Linked DNA regions of Sus scrofa: all the other regions are linked to region 1. The links are chromatin contacts, called in public HiChIP or PLAC-seq maps. All regions are on one chromosome and are shown on one strand. Each heading gives the region's core, a stretch centred on a gene start, on an enhancer-like site or on the middle of the called end of the contact. The rest is flanking DNA. Distances are from core to core; before and after follow the strand shown.

What was found. HiChIP or PLAC-seq counts read pairs in DNA pulled down with a chosen protein or histone mark.
Region 2: a contact with region 1 is called in an H3K27ac HiChIP or PLAC-seq map of skeletal muscle. The contact joins two enhancer-like sites. A contact is called at or near these places in 1 of 47 Hi-C or Micro-C datasets (embryonic fibroblasts) and 1 of 2 datasets of contacts at active chromatin or transcription factors (skeletal muscle).
Region 3: an H3K27ac HiChIP or PLAC-seq map of skeletal muscle shows a contact between it and region 1, with 13 times the contacts expected there. The contact joins two enhancer-like sites. A contact is called at or near these places in 10 of 47 Hi-C or Micro-C datasets (embryonic fibroblasts, epiblast stem cells, fibroblasts and 5 more) and 1 of 2 datasets of contacts at active chromatin or transcription factors (skeletal muscle).
Region 4: a contact with region 1 is called in an H3K27ac HiChIP or PLAC-seq map of skeletal muscle, with 10 times the contacts expected there. The contact joins two enhancer-like sites. A contact is called at or near these places in 10 of 47 Hi-C or Micro-C datasets (embryonic fibroblasts, epiblast stem cells, heart right ventricle and 5 more) and 1 of 2 datasets of contacts at active chromatin or transcription factors (skeletal muscle).

Annotation. Positions count from the first base shown.
Region 1 is chr15:110,646,094-110,650,865 of Sscrofa11.1, reverse strand. No RefSeq gene overlaps it. Among named protein-coding and RNA genes, the nearest start is that of CREB1, 57 kb to the left of the region's middle. Within about 2 kb of position 1,800, at least 28 of the 83 cell types and tissues checked have an H3K27ac peak or open chromatin away from gene starts, as enhancers often do. A contact at or near this core is called in liver, skeletal muscle and subcutaneous adipose tissue, where this site is marked.
Region 2 is chr15:110,347,824-110,352,702 of Sscrofa11.1, reverse strand. All of the region lies in intron 1 of KLF7 (Kruppel like factor 7), which reads left to right. Among named protein-coding and RNA genes, the nearest start is that of KLF7, 29 kb to the left of the region's middle. Within about 2 kb of position 2,927, at least 38 of the 83 cell types and tissues checked have an H3K27ac peak or open chromatin away from gene starts, as enhancers often do. A contact at or near this core is called in skeletal muscle, where this site is marked.
Region 3 is chr15:110,268,617-110,273,458 of Sscrofa11.1, reverse strand. No RefSeq gene overlaps it. Among named protein-coding and RNA genes, the nearest start is that of CPO, 110 kb to the right of the region's middle. Within about 2 kb of position 2,893, at least 24 of the 83 cell types and tissues checked have an H3K27ac peak or open chromatin away from gene starts, as enhancers often do. A contact at or near this core is called in liver, skeletal muscle and subcutaneous adipose tissue, where this site is marked.
Region 4 is chr15:110,293,846-110,298,790 of Sscrofa11.1, reverse strand. It overlaps KLF7 (Kruppel like factor 7), which reads left to right. Exons shown (of 4, transcript NM_001097487.1): 3 at 2,765-2,888. Among named protein-coding and RNA genes, the nearest start is that of KLF7, 83 kb to the left of the region's middle. Within about 2 kb of position 1,765, at least 2 of the 83 cell types and tissues checked have an H3K27ac peak or open chromatin away from gene starts, as enhancers often do. A contact at or near this core is called in skeletal muscle, where this site is marked.

The sequences.
Region 1 (4,772 bases), core at 551-3,050:
ATGAACTGGTTTTTTTCCTTCAGCTATAATAACCCCCTTTCTTTAGAATGGAAAGGCATGGTCACTTCTGTCAAATAATGTTCAAGTTAGAGACACTCAGACATTTTCTGTTCTGAAGCTCTTTTAAGTTTTCTGTTATAAGAAAAACACTTTTTCCCCAAGGAACTAAATTCCAAAAGTTCAGGAGCCAAGTAGCACCATGATTTATTTTCCATTTAATTCCTCTACTGACCTATAAAACATGTGTAAAAATGAGACAAATAAATCCCAGGTTAGAAACACAAATTTGAGAGGGTATTGTGCCATGTAAATAATATATCATATGCATGTATGTGATGGTAGATGGATGCAAAATTCTTCAATGTACTTTGGGAAAATAGGAGCATAAAATTATTCAGATTTAAACACAGAATCATGTTATTAAGATGGTTGCCAGGAGAGGGCAGCATTGCCCACATAAATAGCAGAATGATGCCTGCTCTGTCCTCAATTTGGTTTCAAAACACAAGGACTAATAAAGAAGCAATGTTATTTACATTTGTAAATTCTCATTTTTTTTTTTTTGATAAAATAGCTTTATCTCTTGGTCTAGGCATCCATTAGGATGAGGCTGTTATCACCCAGCCATGGCCTGTGTCCTTTTTCTGATGTTTCTTTCTCTTTTCTTTTCCAGCCTGTCTCCTTCACGTTCTATTCTCAGCTTCCGTAGTTAGATGCTTTATTTTTTAAAAAGTCACCCGACTCTTTTATGATCCCGGTCACATTAGTTAACCCCAGGAAACCTCCTTTTCTCTATCTATAAACCTCCCAGGCAGTTTAGTAGATAAAATGTGGCCGCAGCTGTGGGCAGGTGTTGGTTCTGCCACTTAGAGACTTGCTTTTCCCCATCTGTGAACAGAAGGTAATAACAGCATGGATGTATAAAATAGAAAGCGCTCAATAAACATTGGAGGAAACGCAGTGAATTTTTGGGTTTTAATCGAATGGATTGCTAACATTTAAAAATCTGGAGAGACCACGTGAAATTTCTCCGGTTTCATTCACGCACGTGACTGGCCTGGCTTGTGCAGGCATTCGGGTCGATGTCCCTCCCCGTGTCCTACCGTCTCCCATTGTCTATTCATTATCTTCGTATGACAGTGAAAACTGCACCAGGGCCAGCAAGAACAGCCGAAGGAAGGGGAACTTTGTGTTTTTCCCCCAGGTTGCAGAAGATGATTGCGCGTCACCCTAACCGCTCTGCCGTCTTTTATCTGAGCAATCCCAAGCTCTTAGCGCTGCAGTTTAATCTAATTTGTTTCTTTTGTCAGATTTCATTTTGAGGTTGAAGCCTTTGAGAGACTAGGAAAGGGCATTTCCTATGGGGAATTTGGCTTCATTCATTTCTAGGTGGCAGGTTGGGGTGGGGGGTCAGGATTGTCAAACAGGGGAGGACATCTGGGGCCTGATGGGAGAACAAAAAATCCCTCGAGACAGACCGAGGACAGTGACGCTGGGACATCCTTTCTCCATTTTTCCTCTACCCCTATGTGTTAGGGTTTTCTTATTTTTAGTTTTTACCTTGAAAAAAAAAAAGAATTTGTGATTTATGAAATAAGGTTTAAAAGGTTATTTCCTCACAGCAGGAAGCTTCCCACTCCCCGCCCCCCAGGCCATGGGGGAGTTTAACCGTCCTCTCCTCTGACTTCCAGAACTCTGCCAAGTAACCGAAGGAAACCACCCCTTGTTTATCCAGTTCTTTGCAGTTAAAATGTTCAGTGACAATGCGCCTGTTGGAACCGCTCTTGGGGTGGCAGCAGACACTCAGAATGGTGTTTCCATTTAACTTATTGCATTTCAGCTCATTGAAAACCATAGCACATCGAAGGGCTGCTGCAAGAACACTTTTCAGACTATAAATCGGGGCTGGAGGAGATGCTTAATTAAATCAGTCCTGAGGTTACAGGAAGGAAAAGCAAACCTCACCCTCCCAGAGTTGACCCGGTTCAAGTAATGTGGCAGCTAGAGAACTTGGGAATGTGATGTTGGCCTAACGGACAGACACCAGAATGAGGCACTTCCCTGCCTGCCTACCAAGCAAGAAAATGCTTGGAGAGACTGCTGATGGCTCTGACCTTCCAATTTAATTCTGTGTGCAAAAAACGCACGTGAAGATGGCCAGAGAGGCTGAATTGCTGTGTTTTAGATTATAATGCCAATGACAGACTTTTTAAAAAAAGAAATTATTTCTACAGAATTCTGTTACTGGCTAACAGGCACTTGAGAAGCATGGAGTCTATCCTGTACGGGGACTCCGTGTTTGAAAGGGTAAATCATTAACTAAAACCATCCTTTCATGAATGAAGAGACCTGGTTAGAATTTGGGATTCCACCTAGTAGAGTTTGCCATAGAGGTGAGCTCATCCACACAGAGCATCTTGGGCAGATCATTAGCAGGGCTAGGGTACAGAGTATATCACCAGCTCAGCAGGGCACAGGCAGGAAGGCCTGCACACCAGCTGGGCCTCTCCTTTCTCAGTGAACACCCTCTGAGGTTCACGGGCCACGTGATCACTCTTCATGCTCACAACATCTTTCGGCAGCCTCCACTCTCCACGCCCCCCCAAATTTAAAGAGAGGATCACATGACTAAGAGAAGAAACACAGGACACACACATGAAATCCTAGCATTTGGTTTTAGCCAGAAGGCAAAAGAGAAGGCGGAAGACTAACTAAGCAGGCCGGCTGCCCGTGTGGGTCACAGGGTTCAGCCTAGGCCAGATCACATGGTCTGCTGATGATGCCACGTAGAGGAGAAGAGGTTGCATGCACCCTCGAGGGGTCCCCGGCTGGGTCCAAAAATTACGCCAGTGCAAAGGCAGATGAACAGGAGAAAAGCATATGCATTTATTTAATATAAGTTTTATGTGACTCAGGAGCCTCCATAGCAAATGAGGAACTGCAAGAGTTAAAACTGAGAGTTTCTGCCAGGGTGGATGACATGGAGAGTTGTGGAAGGTAAGACAGGATGGGGAGTATGAGCTAAATGTAGTAACCGGGGACTTAGGAAGGCCCGTTGGTTGGGATTCTTCTCTGTTCCTTCCCCCTTGAGAGATAAGGATGCTCCTTTCCTCCGTGTACAAGGTGGCGCTTCTCATAGGAGGCTCTGGCCTGCTTTATGCGGGAAGCGTAGGGGAAGGAGGCCAGAGAGCCCTTCCTGTACCTGCTGTCTCCCCAAACTCCATCGGCTTAAAATACTCAACACACCAAGGTGCTGGGTTTCCGATAAACTGTCCCAAACTCCATCAGTCAGGATGCGAAACAAAGGAGTCAGTGCCTAGGAATCGTCACCTCCCTCTCATACCTATTGTCATATATTGATCACACTTGCTTTTCATTCATAATTTTCCATGACTCATTATTTCCCATGATACATCACATCAACCCCGTTAGCCCCTTTGGATCTATTTGTTAGCTGATCAATTCTTGTTAGGACTTTAGGTTAAGTTAATAGTCAGAGGAGGAGGGGGGAGAGCGTTAGGGGGAAGCACGGATTCACCTCTCCTGTGTCTGAGTAGATGGTCACAGACCACTCCCCTGGCCCCTGTTTTTATCTGATCCCTTCCTCTCCAGCCCCTTCTTAGTTTCCTCCTATTTTCCTCTCCCCTACGAATTACAAAGCCCTGAAAACCCTCCGAGTTTGTGATAGAGGTCCAGGGTTTGCCTCACTCTAAGTGGCAACCCCCCCCCATCCCCACATCCTAATTAATGAGTGACAAAGAAATTAATCAGACCTAAGGACAGCCCAGCCACCGTGTGTATGAGGGGCCCTCAGAGCAGGGGAGCTGAAGGCAGGGAGTTGAGATCTGGGGCTGAGGTGACAAGATGTTTGACTTGGGTGCCGCTCAGCTGTAAAATCGGGGGCCACACCGGACCAGCTTACGGCTGGTTCTGGGGTTCCATGAGTTGGTGACCTAGAAGGCAGCAGTTTGCTATTGGAAAATCCTGTAGCTCACTTTTAACGTTAAGTATTAAAAGACAAACCGTCCCGTGATCTAGCTATTTATACCTCATTACCAATGCAGTTATATATGAATAGCTTATTATAACCAATCAAAAGAAAGAAAGAAGGAAAAAGCACCTAAAGGCAGAATGATGGAGTAGGCCGTGAATACTACCAGGCTCATTCTGGTAAGTGAGTAATTTGTTTATTCCCTCTCTACTTGGGGTTGCCACTAAATCTGGACTGGAGAAACCGGTAAATTATTTTTAATGTGACAAGAAAATCAAAGCATTCTGTGCATTGCACACTGTTGCTACTACAAGGTTTTTCTTTCTTTTGCTTTTTTTTTTTTTTTTTAAGCCATAACCTTTTGGGCCTGATCTTGCAGGAGAGCCCTGTGCAGTCCTGAGAAGGGCGAGGGGCCAGCTGGAGCCGTCTCGACGCGCCAGGCCATCTGCTGGTAATTCTCACCACACAATGGCCATGGCCCTTCTGACGCAGCGCGCAGAGCTGAGCTGTGACAGGATTCGAGGATGTTTATTTTTTATTCTATTTATTTTATGGTGTTACCATATCTATCTTAGGCTAATCATGTCGAGGGGTTCAAACCTGTTTAGGCCCATGCACATTTCCCACCCAGCTGGTTTGCATTGTATATCTTGATCCACACACTAGCAAGTTGATTTTCTTCTCTCCAGCGCATTAAGGAAAGGATGGACACACACACACACCCCCATCTGCCCATCCTTGTGAAAACCTAATAAAAGTAATAGCAAAGAGAGGCAGGGTT
Region 2 (4,879 bases), core at 1,678-4,177, 300 kb after region 1:
TGGGTCTGTTTAGGGTGACAGAAAACATGGGTCCTTGCTCACCGCGAGATGTGAATGCACTCTTCCATTGAAGAACTGGTGTATGTGGGGATGCCAGCATTGGAGACCAAATGGATGTGACCCTCAGGTGCTTCGGGGGCCAGTGCCCAGAGGTGCCTTTCTCAGGGATGGTAGAAATGATATAGAATAGTTGAACCTCAGGGCACCAGTGAATAAACCTGGCACGGAGGCCAGGAGACGGTGGCTTTTTTTTCATCTGAACCATAGATGATGTGGTACCAACTCCTGAGAAGAAACGCTTTCTTGGCATCTGTTTGAAATGGGCAGATGTGAGAACCCTGTGTCCTGAGAAGAGGCTCCATTTTCCTCAGTCTGATGAGGATGAATCATGAGGGCCTTCTCCATGCTAAACCATGAACAGAGGAGAAACGTTGATGCAGCCCTTCGACCTAATAAGGTAGACATTTTAGAATCCATTTCCTGATGGGAGAGACCAGCTAACATCCTCTCTGGAATTTGGGATTGACTAATGGCTTCATTGATTGATTTACCCATTAAATGAGTATGTTTGGATGCCTTTTCCAGGCCCTGTGCTGGGTGCTAGAGATTCCTTGGCGCATAAGACTAGGTCCCTACTCTTCTGGAACTTCCCCAATAGTAGGGAAAGATAGACGGTAGACATGCACACAGATAATTTAGGTCTTTTTAGGGCTTGGTAAGTAACTACAGGGCAAATAAAAGGAGGTGGTCTGATGGAGAATGAAGAGGTTGTTTGGGTGAGTTTTATCTAGGCAGATCAAAGGAATCTCTGAATAGGTGGCAGTTAAACCAAAACATAATATAAGAAAAGAAATTAGGTGTGCTGTGACCTGGGGGCTCTGAATTCTGGGGTGCAGGAATGGCAGGCACTGTGTGTGTGAATAGGGGAGGGGTAAGAACTGAGGAAAGCAAGACCCGTTCATGTAGGGTCTGATTTGCCATGGCCAGGAAACAAGCGTGATGGCAGGCCATTGAAGGGTTGTCAGCAAGAACTTTGAGCTGGAAGGCATCTTTGAGAGTACAGCCCACCCATTTTGCAGCGAAGGAAATGAACTCCCTGCTCAGGTTGAGGAGTTAGGGGGAAGGGGGAGAGGCGGTGTTGGAAAGGGAGGTATTGAACTTGATTCCCCAGACCATGTTCTTTCTACCAATAATAAGTGAGCATTGAAAATAGCAATTTGATTGCTTGTGTGTATTGCTTCTCTTCTGGTGGTTTCTGGAGGCCACAGGAGAAAAGATGAAGTGGCAGAAGGGAGAGGGATGCTCTCTGGGATGAGAAGATGGTTTTACTTCCCACAAAGGGCTGCCCTGTGGCCTTTTAGGAGTCTAAATGTGCCTCTTATTTGGGAATGCTGGGTGTGTCAGACAGTAAGCAGTTAAAGTTTTTTGTTTTGTTTTGTTTTGTTTTAATGGAAAGCATTGAAGAGACAAGTAAAATCACCTGTAATTAAATATTAAATACCGCTGAATCGTCCAAGGACAGTTGTTGGTAATGCATGCATACGCATTGTTTCTGATATCCTTTTTTTTTTTGTCTTTTTGCCATTTCTTGGGCCGCTCCCGTGGCATATGGAGGTTCCCAGGCTAGGGGTCCAATCGGAGCTGTAGCCGCCGGCCTACTCCAGAGCCACAGCAACACGGAATCCGAGCCGAGTCTGCAACCTACACCACAGCCCACGGCAACGCCGGATCCTTAACCCACTGAGTAAGGCCAGGGATCAAACCCGCAACCTCATGGTTCCCAGTCGGATTCGTTAACCACTGAGCCACGACGGGAACTCCTGTTTCTGATATTCTTTTGGTAAAGAAGGAAGCATTTTTGGCTGTCATCATTTTCTGGGACCCATTCTGACCAAAATTGTGATCAAATGTGTTGTCGTTTGGACCGAAGTGTTTTGAGTTGCTTCATTCATTCATTCATTCATTCAATAAGACAAATTCTTGAGTCAGGCCATGGGTCAAAAACAGGACCAGGTGTTTTGAGGAACCCACGTTCTAGTGAAGATTACATTTAAATGCTGGTGAGGCTGATGTCTGTGGGGAACCAGAGAATTAGTTTCATAGTGTCCTATAAATTTGGATTAGTGAGTGTGTGGGGCTTCATGAGCGAGGCCCTGAGGTCCCTGTGAAGAGTGACCAAGGACCACCTTCCAGCAAGCAGTCTGTCCCATAAGTCCCTCTCTTCTGCCTCTCAGTGTACACACAGGGCCAGTTTCCTCAACTGTGGTGAGCAGCACAGTGGCACATCCATGCAGCCCCCTTAAATATTTTGGGAAGTTGATTCCAAGTACCTGAAATTAATTAAGTAAATGTGCAACCATCTATGTCAGGAAAAGCGGCTTAGGGCTTGGTCTCATTATGTTTTTGGCTGTCATTTTTTGCAGCCTGAGGAGTAGAACAAACATTCCTCTTAGGGCCCCCACATTGTCTTTAACATTCCACAGTGGAAGTCCTTGAAAACTCTCTTGGTTTTGAAAATATTCTCTGTGATCACCAGCCACTAAATTGCATCTGCCACTGAGGGCCCCAATGGGATATGAACCTGTTGTTCTGGGGAAATTCAAGCTTCGACTGGGTTTGTGTGTGAGAGAGAGAGAGAGAAGTTGTGTGTGTGTGTGTGTGTGTGTGTGTGTGTGTGTGTAGTGTACATTGTACATGTGAGAAACTTGCTTTGGGGTAAAAAAGCAACCATACATGTATATGTATTTTTTTATGGGCAGCAGAGGAAGGGTATGTTTAACCCAACTGAGAAGGATATAACAACGTGCCAGAAGGAAGTCAGTGAAATGAGCTTGCTTTAAAAAACAAAAACAAAAACAAAAAAACCAGTAGCCTGAGTCAGCCTGTGCAAGTGATTTGGGAGAGGAAGGGGAGATGATGTCATGGGTTCGGCATGTTCCCGTCTTGGCCACTCAGTGCAGAGGGGCCCAGGGAGTTTGGGGCGGGTGTGTGTGTGTGTGTGTGTGTGTGTGTGTGTGCGTGCGTGTGTGTGCGCGCGCGTGCGCAGAGTTAACGGGAGCGGGTGGGGGTGGAACAAGAGCAGGTTGTAAAACAGGATTAATAACCCCTTGTCAGACCTTTCCCTGTTACTGTGTTTTTCAGTAATTTTGGTTTGAATGAAGGCTCTCTAGCCAATTAATGTTTATTTGTTTCCTTTGGCAAGACCCATTGGGGGAAGGGATGAGATGGGTGAGTTTAAAATTTTTGTTTTGTTTTTATATTTTGGAAGAAGAGGCAAGTCATGTGAGTCTGGGTTTTCCATGAAGGCTCCCCTGCCCAGCCCCCACCCTCAAAACCCCTCCCCCAGCCCCCCTGCCCCTGCCCCCCCCATCCCAGCCCACCCCTTTAAGAGGCAGGAGGCAAGACATGGCCAGCTGGTGCCTTGAACTGACACAGGTGCAGAGGCTGTGGGGGGTGGGGAGCCAGGAATAATTACAGGTTTCCGAAGCATCAGGCCCCTTCTGACACAAGCCCTCGTCTCAAAAACTGCTCTTTATGGAAAATTAATGGTGAAGCTGAACAACTGTCAGGATCATTGTTCTTGGGCAGCATCGCTTCTCTCCCAAGTCCTTGGGTTCTCGTGAGCCACTGGGATGGGGTGCCCTCTTTCCCAAGCAAGATCTAGTTGGTGCTCTCCATCCCTAGAGGAAATGGGTTTTTCCTCTAGGGATGTCTCTTCTGCATTTTTTTTCTCTTTCTTAAACCACACTTTCAGCCCAGATGTAGGTCTTCGCTCTAGTGTAGGATGATTTTTTCATTGACTACTAGGACATAGATTTTATTTTGTCTGTGAAAGTGGAATGACCAAATCAGAGACACTAATGAAACTTGTTTTCATTCTATAAGGTAACAACTGGGATTTCCTCCAGTGTGTGTCAGGCTAAACTGAGGCTTCTTTGGGAGATAAGGTGATAGTGGACCCAGGCATCTTATGCAACGCAACTGTAGTAAGCAGTGGTATCTCGCCACCTCTCAGAAGTTGAATATAGCTACAGTCCAGTGGCCAAGTTATAGCGAGTGACTCTCCTTAAGGGCTGATGGGGATTAGGTGCAGTCATTGTGGGTAGAGGCCAGAGCAGTAGACTTAATATATTCTGAGAAGTAACATATGGAAAAATAACCCTGAGCTGAGGTAGAAGGGTCTTTCGTCCACCTTATCCCTAGTGGACACTTAATTAAGGATCATAGACACTGTGAAGGAGGAAAATGCTTTTCCAAGTTGTTGGAAGTATGGGGGACCCCATGCCTTCCTTCAAAGAGCAGAAGAGGAGTTCCTGTCAGGGCTCAGTGTAAACAAATCTGACTAGGAATCATGAGGTTGTGGGTTCGATCCCTGGCCTCGCTTAGTGGGTTAAGGATCCGATGTTGCCATGAGCTGTGGTGCAGGTCGAAGACTCGGCTCAGATCTGGCGTGGCTGTGACTGTGGCTGTGGCGTAAGATGGCAGCTATAGCTCTTATAAGACCTGTAGCCTGAGAACCTCCATATGCAATGGGTGCGGCCCTAAAAAGCAAAAAACAAAACAAAACAAAACACACACACACACACACAAAAACCCCCCAAAACCAAAAAAAAAAAAAAAACCACAAACAGCAGAAGACCTGGGCTCCAACTCTGCCAAGTTACATGACTTTAAAACTCAACGCTTAATTTGGATTTGAGTTGTTTAAGGGGGAGGGTTTTTTTTGTTTTGTTTTTTTTTTTAAATGCGCTGCAATGAAGGAATCCATGGGAGATGAAAGGGGTATTTGAGGCTACTTATTTCAAAGACATCATCCTCTCCCTAGGCCTTTAATCTTGTCTCCTTCCTCCTCAGCCTCCCCCAGGAAAAATATACAACA
Region 3 (4,842 bases), core at 1,644-4,143, 380 kb after region 1:
CAATATATATTCGTAATTTTTAATATACTCCAGCACTTACACTGACCCACTTATCTTTGCCAGAACCAATTTCTTCTCATCCACACACTTCTGCTGCATCTCCTTTCCAAAAAATTTAGGAAAGGAATTCCTATTGTGGCTCAGCCGTAATGAACCCAACTTATATTCTTGATGACACGGGTTTGATCCCTGGCACTGCTCAGTGGGTTAAGGATCCGGCGTTGCCGTGAGCCGCGGTGCAGTTTGCAGACTTGGCTCTGATCTGGTGTTGCTCTGGTTGTGGTGTAGGCTGGCACCTGCAGCTCCAATTTGACCCCTAGCCTGGGAACCTCCATATGCCGTGGGAGTGTCTCTAAAAGGAAAGAAAAAAAAAAAAAGATTTGGGGGTGGGGAGTCAGAAAACTTTTCAGGACTGATCTATGAGCATCAAGAGAAAAGCTGCAGCAATGGGAGGAAAAAAAACATAATTCCATTACAGTAAGGACAAAGATGAATTTCCTTATCAATTTATGTCTGAAGGATCACGAAAAGGGTCCAGGAAGAAAGGACGGTGGATGAGGAGTCAGGAGACATTTTCCCCGCTCGCTCTGACTATGCCTCTGTGAGCCGCGTGACCTGAGGCAAATCATTTAACATTTCCAGGCCTCGCTTTGCCTTTCTTAAAAAATAAAAAGAATAGATTAGCTGATTCCTAAATGCCTTCCTCTCCTTAAATTCTGTGATCATATAATTTTGAGGAATATTTGATATAGAAATCATAGACCAGCAAAAGAATTTGAATGGTTCAAAGAAGTATTCATGTTTCCATTCATTCTTGTAGTTCATTAAACAAAAATTAATAATTTTAATGTTTTAGTTAATTAACGAACATTTGAATGCTAGCTAATCTCTGGGGCTAGGCTCTGGATATGCAAATGGCACCAAGCAGATATGATCCCTGCATTCACAAAATGCACTATTCAGCCCATTAAGGAAAATCTTCTCATCTACTTGGCAGTATTTCTGAGATAAACCTTCTTTTTAGGTTTAATGCTGTTTTCTTCTTTCGAACTCTTCATACACTAACGATCTATAGTTTCTTTCTCTTTGTTAGACAAAAGAGAAAAGGGATGAAAGCCTTCTCTCAGTGAGACAATATGAAACTCTTACCTTCAGCTGCTAGAGAAAAACATGACATGACAAGGTAGAGAAAAATGGTCCACCTTGTCCATTTCCTTCTTTGTCAGGTCTTTTTTTTTTTTTTTTTTCTTTTTTTTTTTCTTTTTGTCTTTTTAGGGCTGCACCTGTGGCATATGGAGGTTCCCAGGCTAGGAGTCTAATTGGACCTGCAGCTGGCGGCCTACACCAGGGCCACAGCAATGCAGGATCCAAGCCGAGTCTGCAACCTACACCACAGCTCACGGCAACGCCGGATCCTTAACCCGCTGAGCAAGGCCAGGGATCGAACCTGCAACCTCATGGTTCCTAGTCGGATTTGTTAACCACTGAGCCATGACGGGAACTTCCTGTCATGTCTTTTCTAACAGGAGTTTCTCTCTAGGTTCAAGATAAGTTCCAAAAGCATTGGAAGACTTTATATTCGAAAATAAATGTAAAAGCATTGTGGAATACAAGCAGACACTAATTATGAATTTTCCTTGAGGGTGACCATCCTGGTCTCTCTTAGTCACTTGAAGATCATTTCAAGAATGACAGAAGTCAACGGGGACCTGCTGTGTAGCACAGGGAACTCTACTCAATACTCTGTGATGTGGGGAAAGAATCTGAAAAACAGTGAATGTGTTTATAACAATATCACTTTGTTGCACAGCAGAAATTAACACAACACTGTAAATCAACTACACTTCAATGCAATTTTTAAAAATGGAGAGCAGTTCCCGTCGTGGCGCAGTGATTAATGAATCCGACTAGGAACCATAAGGTTGCGGGTTCGGTCCCTGCCCTTGCTCAGTGGGTTAACGATCCGGCGTTGCCGTGAGCTGTGGTGTAGGTTGCAGACATGGCTTGGATCCCGCGTTGCTGTGGCTCTGGCGTAGGCCGGTGGCTACAGCTCTGATTTGACCCCTAGCCTGGGAACCTCCATATGCCGTGGGAGCGGCCCAAAGAAATAGCAAAAAGACAAAAATAAATAAATAAAAAATAAAAATAAAAATGGAGAAAAAGAGGAATGGAAGGAATGAATCCATGGCATTGATGCGACTTGGGTCTGGCATATGTTACCTGCTCCCTAGATGCTGCTGTCATTACCAGTACTAATAGAAAGCTGGCACGTTTCGGGGGCAGCTTCTTAGATCTGAGTCTAATCTTAGTCCTTGAGAAAATAGACCTACTGCTCAACCTCACCCCAGGTCTTGGACTTGGGGGGCCTCTGCTCTCACACCAGGGGAGAAGCGACAGCAGAGGGGCTATGGCCTCTCTCCTTTTCCCTGCAGCCGCCTCAAGGCCGTGCCCCCCAGTCCTCCGCCAGGGACTTGCTAGGCAGGCTGGGGGGCCAGTGTTTCCTAGGTTCAGTCCTGCTCTTTCTCCGGAGACATCATGCCCCCAAAGCGAACCAGTGTGTTCTCCAAAAACACAACCCCCCCGTGGAAATGTTTGCCTTTTTCTTTGCTAAGTGTTATGCTTTCCATATTAGAGGTCTGATTTCCTGCCATTCTTGGAGAGTACCGGGAGGAAGAAGGGTCCGGAAGCTCGGCCCAGAGGGGAGCAGTGATTAAGCGCCCACTCATTTCCGTCCTTTTCCTTCGCAACTGCGGGAAAGGGTTTTGAGGTGTTTCTTCTGCATCGGTTATTTTTGTACAGAAAGAACAGTGGCTTTGTTAAGGGATCCCAGATGATATGCACGGAAGATGCAGCGATTTCCCTTCGGTTCTGTCACTCGCCGGCAGGGTGGCTTTCCGGAGCACCGGCTCTCGGGCCAGCTTCCTCGGCCGGTCAAAGGAGACAATACTCGCTTGTTAAATAACTTGGATTTCCTTCCAAATAAAATGTCAGGCAAATCTAACGTACTATTATTATTGCAAAAGGCTTCTCTCTTGGGAAGTAGCACTCCGCGAGAGGTGAAGAAAAGAAAGGGCAATCCTGAGAAGGGAAAGACACCAGACAGCCTCACGGAAGAATATTCTGAGCTGTTCTCCTCCCCCACTACCCCTCCCCTCCCCTCCCTCCCCTTCCTCCCCTCCCTCCCCTCCCCTCCCCTCTCTTTAGGAGGAACTTGATCGTCGTTTTCATCCCCCAATCACAGGCTGCAGTACTTACAATAGTAAAGCTGTTCCAGGGCAATGGACCTGATGGATTTGTCCTGATTCGTTTAGATTTTTGATTTAATTTTTTTATTGAGGTATGCTTGATTTGCCATGTGTTAGCTTCAGGTGTACAGCACAGTGATTCAGCGTGATATATATACGTATATATATTTTTCAGATTCTTTTCCCTTAGAGGTTATGACAATATATGGAGTATAGGTCCCTGTGCTACACAGTAGGTCCTTGTTGGTTACCTGTTTTATGCATCATAGTTTGTACATGGCGATCCCAAACTCTAGTTTACCCACCTCACCACCTTTTCCCCTTTGGCAACCTAAGTGTGTTTTCTATGTCTGTGCGTCTATTTCTGTTTCGTAAATAAGTCATTTGTATCTTTTAAAAAAACTTATTAGAGTGAAGTTAATTTACAGCGATGCGTTAGTTTCAGGTGTACAGCACAGTGAATCACATGTGTATATATATCCATTTTTTCTCAGATTCTTTTCCCCTATACGTTATTATAGAATATTGAATAGATATCTCTGTGCTATACAATAGGTTCTTGTTATTTATGTTTTGTATACAGTCATGTGTATAATTTTTTTAGATTCCACATGTAAGTGATATCATATGATATTTTTCTTTCTTTGGCTTACTTCACTTAGTATGATAATCTCTAGGTCCATCCACGTTGTTGCAAATAGCATTATTTCGTTCCTTTGTGCCGCTGAGTAAAATTCCATTGTATACATATGCTATATCTTCTTTACCCATTCATCTGTCAGTGGATACTTAGGTTGCTTCCATGTCTTGGCTCCTATAAATAGTGCTGCTATGGACATTGGGGTGCATGTATCTTTTCCAATTATGATTTTCTCTGGATACGTGCCCAGGAGTAGGATTGCAGGATGGCATGATAGCTCTATTTTTAGTTTTTAAAGGAACTTTCATGCTGTTCCCCATGGTGGCTGCACTAATTTACATTCCCACCGACAGTGTAGGAGGGTTCCCTTCTCTCCAGGATTTATTATTTGTAGGCTTTTTAATGATGGTCATTCTGACCAGAGTGAGGTGATACCTCATTGTAGTTTTCATTTGCATTTTTCTAATAATGAGTGATTTTTAATAACAGCTCTCCATAGATACAAAATAAAGAGAAACTATTCTAGTGTTCACTAGTGAAATAATAGAGTAATGGAGAAGGTTATACCCTCTTTGATTAGTTTTAATAGCTTGTCAATAGCTTTAATATGTTATCTCATTTAATATTCATAGTAAACAAGTGAGGTCAGGAGGATAGATCTTATCTAAGCCCAACTCCCTCCTTCCTCTTTGCCTTTTGAATGAGGAACCTCATGCCCATAGCGGTTGTACGATTGGCTCAAAGTCACAAAAGTGCTGAGCAAAATGCTGAGGTGAAAACATCACTTTTCTAGTAATTCCCTTCCCCTTCTCCCAAATTCTACCCTCCTGAGATGAGGTGCCTCAAGATGCAGTTCACTTAATAGTTGTTTATGTTTATATTGGGGCTATCAGAGTTCTGCAAAATGTGTTCAAAAGATGAGATTTACTATATTTTTATTAAAGTAACTAATCCATG
Region 4 (4,945 bases), core at 516-3,015, 350 kb after region 1:
GTTGCCTTTGATAGATGAGTCCATTCAATTGTGGGATTGATTTTGAGGACTGGATCTCTGCTTGCTGCTGTAGAATGTCATGGAATTTCCAGAGGCCTTGCTACATTTGACCCATGCTTGGTGCCCAAAGTTCCAAGACCCTCCAGTTTTACTTGCATTTGAAGGTCTCTGGGGGTAGAGGGCGTTTTGAATGCGAAGTCTCAGGTGCCTCGTTCTGCGTTTGCTGTCATTGTTTGTGCCAGATTTCCTTGAAGTCACAGAGCCTCGTGGGTGATCAATAGCATTCAGTAAAATGATGCCAACAGGCCTCTCTGAGAGCACACCTCTCTCTCCAGCTTGGGTCTCTTATTTCCCCTTCAGCATCCCACTCCTCTGGAGCACATCTGAAGAACACTCTTTTTCAGGTCCATTCTCCAACAATATATTGAAAAAATATTTCAAATGCAAAAGACTCTGTTTTCCAATGTTTAGGTTGCCCCCCGTGACTCCAGGCACAGCTGTCTGGACCCTGAGCCCTGGGACTTTGCATCGACAGCCAGTTAGACCTGTCTTCTCAGCAGCCTCTGAGAATATAGGCAAATGGGGGCAGGGAGGGAGCTCAGATTAACTGAACATTTACCTCATGCCAGGCTCCAGAAACACCTGGTACACCACAGCTTGTTTAAACCTCACAATAAACATGGGGATCTCACCCCCATTTGACAGAGAAGGACACTGAGGCTTGGTGTCTGTCATGAACAAAGCAAGATCCCAGGTGTGCCAACTCCAAAGTTGACTTGACTCCTCCACTCTTCGCCTTCTTGGCAGCAGGCACACTTTTCTAAAATCGTGGCTTTAAGGATCCAGAAGGTGAACTTTTAACACCGCTCTGTGCTGCTGCTGCTTTTTTATTTTTTCTGGTTTCCAAAACTGAATGGGTTTCCTCCTGCGCCGCTGGCCTTCCTTCATGTCCTCTTGGTTCGATTGAAAAGAAATGCCCGCGTTTCTCATTCCTCTTCTCCATGGGTCTTACAGAGCGGTGGCTCACTAGGGCACCAATTTAATGAAATAAAAATTTCAATCATGTTTGGTCCAATTCTAGGTGATACAAATACAGAATTGTGAACACTTTGTAGTTAGCTTTAAAGAGAAGGGAAAAGGCGGAAAGAAGAAAATGGGTCAAGTACAGTATCTGGGCAATGTCTCCTTCAGTGCTGCCTAGTGAAGGGCGATCTATTAAAAAATGGAGACGTAATGGGACCCCCATACTACCTTGGCACTGGTGTATCCCGAAATTTCAGGTTTGGCAGTTTATAATATTTACCAGTTATGTGAATCTTATATGTGCCCAGCACTGTTCTAATTAATATATAGTGCATATGTAAATTAGTTTATCTTCCCCAAACCCTTTAAGGTCCATACTACTATTATCTCTAAGAAAACAGAGGGCACTCAGAGAGGGTGATTAACTTGCCCCAGCCTAGACAGTTAGGGGCAGACGTGAAAGCTGAGCCCAGGAAGGTTGGCTTCAGAGCTGTTGACTGCACTGCTAACCAGCTTCTCAGTTACAGGGCTCAGGAACTTTCATGATTTCAAAGATTATTTTTCTTCTTATTAGAACCAGTCCTCCATACAGTTGGAAGGGTAAATATTTGTCATGTTGGGTGACAGACGTTGATGAGTTTAAAAAAAAAGGTCTTAAGAAAAGTCATGTACTTTCTCTTCCATATTTCTCCATCTGTATTTACTGTGCGAAAAGGTCACTTGAGCACAGAGCTCGAATTTCGTGCTCCTAAGCAACTTCATGGTGGCTGAAACCTTGCTCTACAAATTGACTTTAAAAATATTTTGTAATAATGTGTATCACTCTCGAATATGAACACTCGAGTCATTAAGTGACGAGCTTCTTTTTTTTAATAATCATTTTTACTTTTTCTATTATAGCTGGTTTACCGTGTTCTGTCAATTTTCTACTGTACAGCAAGGTGACCCAGTTACACTTACATGTATACATTATTTTTTCTACATTATCATGCTCCATCATAAAGGACTAGATATAGTTCCCAGTGCTATACAGCAGGATCTCATTGCTTATGCATTCCAAAGGCAATAGTTTGCATCTATTAACCCCAAATTCCCAATCCATCCCACTTCCTAAGTAGGTCTTTTGCAACTGTACTTCACATAAATGCCAGGAATCGTTAAGTGATTTTTGTCTTAACTCTCGAATCATAGCCTTTTCTTGTGACTGTCCAGCCACTCACATTTACTGGAAGGAACAGGGGTTCTGGGAGACCCGAGCTCCTTGCCTTGTCAGGCAGCTGCCTGGCTACAGTTTGTGGTAGGAGGGAAGAGGAGGAGGGAGAAGACCAAAAAGGCTAAAATGGTAAATTACTGTAGGTTCTGGAGAAAAATAGCATTAGAAGCATTTGTGGTTCAGATGAAAATAGCACATTTCCTTTCTGCTTGGAGTGTGGGGGGTCAGAGTGCTCCAAGGAATAGAAAATAAATAAAAATTGATCCCTCACCCATCCGAGGAGATGCTCTGGCTCTGGGAACTGAAATGATGGCTCTAGATTTGAAGATCTTGTGAAACCACTTTTGAAGGTTAATAATAATAGCAATAATAACAATAAAAACATCCAGAGACTAAAAGAAAACTATGATATGCTCTGTTGGGAAATGTAGTTCTTTCCAAGTCTGAAGAATAGGCAGCAGACCCTGATCAGGTGTATCGCCCTTTTGTTCCTGTTGCTGACCATGGTCATTCCATCTCTTCTTGCAGGTGAGAAGCCTTATAAGTGCTCATGGGAAGGGTGTGAGTGGCGTTTTGCACGAAGCGATGAGCTCACAAGGCACTACAGGAAACACACAGGTGCAAAGCCCTTTAAATGCAACCACTGCGACAGGTAAAGAAACTAAGAAGCTCCTGGGATGGGGAAGGGAGATGGTAGAGTGGGCGGGAGGGTGGGCGGGTCGTGTGCTCTTGGGTTTATCTCAAGTGTGTCTCCCAGAGACTCAGGTGTGGGCATGCCTTTTACTTCTCCACTGAAAACACCTATGAGATAAGGGTGCCTTCTTGCATGTAATCCAGAGATGGTATGAATGCTTGGTTCAGTTACGCAAGTATTTCATGAACACCAGAACCATGTTAGTCACTGGGTATCAGTAAGACAGAGCTCCTACCTCCAAGGAGATGACTGACACATGATTCTAGTATAATAGGAAAAGTAGCAGGATAGAGAATGGTCACCTGTTGCTTCTGATCTTTTTATTAACATCAATACCATTTTTCCTCTCATCCTTAACAACATGAGAGCATAGAAAGCCTGCTTAACAGAGGGAAGGTTAGTTACAAGGCTTTCCTTTGAGCGCTGCTAGGAATGCAGTTACTGAAGAGAGTTCTCATTCTTTGGGGGCCTGAACCATCCTTTCTTTGAGAATAGGTGCACAGGTCTAAAAGATGGCCAGGCTTTGAGAACTGATCCTATAATTCAATTTCAAACCTTCAGCATTTGATAGTGGAAGAAAGAGCACGTAGCAACAGATACTACACAAGTAATAGTATCTGACAGCCCTGGCATTATCAACCAATAAACCCCAAAATGGAGACTCTGCAGGCCAAGGTGAAGGCAGGATTAGGTTTAGTCATAATCAAATAATGGGCTTGCATCTGAGCGTGTTATCCTTCTAATCCTATTTCTGTGTTTAAAAGGAAGCTTAAGAAAATTAACCATCTTTTTAATGCAATACTAAAGGTCTCGGTTATGATGAGAGAAATGCTTCTAATACGATAAAAGCCCTGAAAGCCTCAGGGTTCCCCGGCTCGGCCAGCCGCTCGCAGGATGGCAGGAGGGCTGTGCAGGATGTCCGCAGAGGCCTGGCTCTGCGTCGGAGGAAATGCGATCGCTTTCGCATCCTGCCTCCCCCATCCTTGTGCCGGCACCTCCCTTGCCAGACCTTCCTCTGGAGTAGTGCCTGTTTGTTTGGAGAGTCGGGCAGGAGTGGCCAGATCTCATGGGTGGCCAGTTGGCTTGGTGCTCCTTTAAGATGCTTATAAAGGAGCGATCATGTTTTTCCTCCTTTTTTTTTTTTTTCCTTCTTCCTGAAGAGGCTATTTTCCTCTTATCTTCATTCTTTAAGAACTAAATAAAGCCCCCAGGCCTCCTGGAGCCTGAAGATAACCTCCCACCCCAGGGCTAAGGAAGTACACTCCATGAAGCTATTGTCTCTCATCCCCTTGGAGCTCCCTTCTGCTAACCTTCCTGCCCCCCCCAACAACCTGTTTTTTAATGTCTCTCCCATTACCTTGAGGGCTCCCTGAATTTATGTGAATCCGCAGTTGTTCTTTTATAGATTATATTTCAGTGATGATCTTCTCTCAACTCCCATCTCAAGGGCATTCCTCTCTGACCCTGGCTACTAATAGAGAAGGGACATAGATGGTCACTCTTGGTCCACAGCTTGGAGAAAGAACATTATTATATTAAGGGGGATGCAGAGGAATCCTTTATCAGTTACCCAAATAATGGTGGTAGTAGGTACAGATGAGGCACCCTGTCCTGAAGGGTGGTGAGGTTCTTCCCTGGAGATGGAGCATTATGGACAGCCATTATCCTTGGAAACAGACAGAGAATTCTTAGGGGGAAATTACCAGTTAGTATTCTTCTCTTCTTGTCTCCTGAGTTATTAAGCCATATGCAGCTGTCTAGCACTTGACATATGAGGATTCAGTCTGACCATTGGTGTGATTTATATGAAGAAATGCTTCAAACCCATTGGATATTTCAGTGAAGGACATGTCAGGGATGGAAAATTTACCTAGTTCTCTGTGCTCTTTTCTTCATCACAATATACCTGGGTTTCTGTAGCTAGAAATCTGCTGAGGTGATGGCACAAGTTCTGTAACATGGTACTTGGGGAAGCTGGTGAGTAGCTCAAAGTCCTGTGGTGTGGGCTGAGGGTC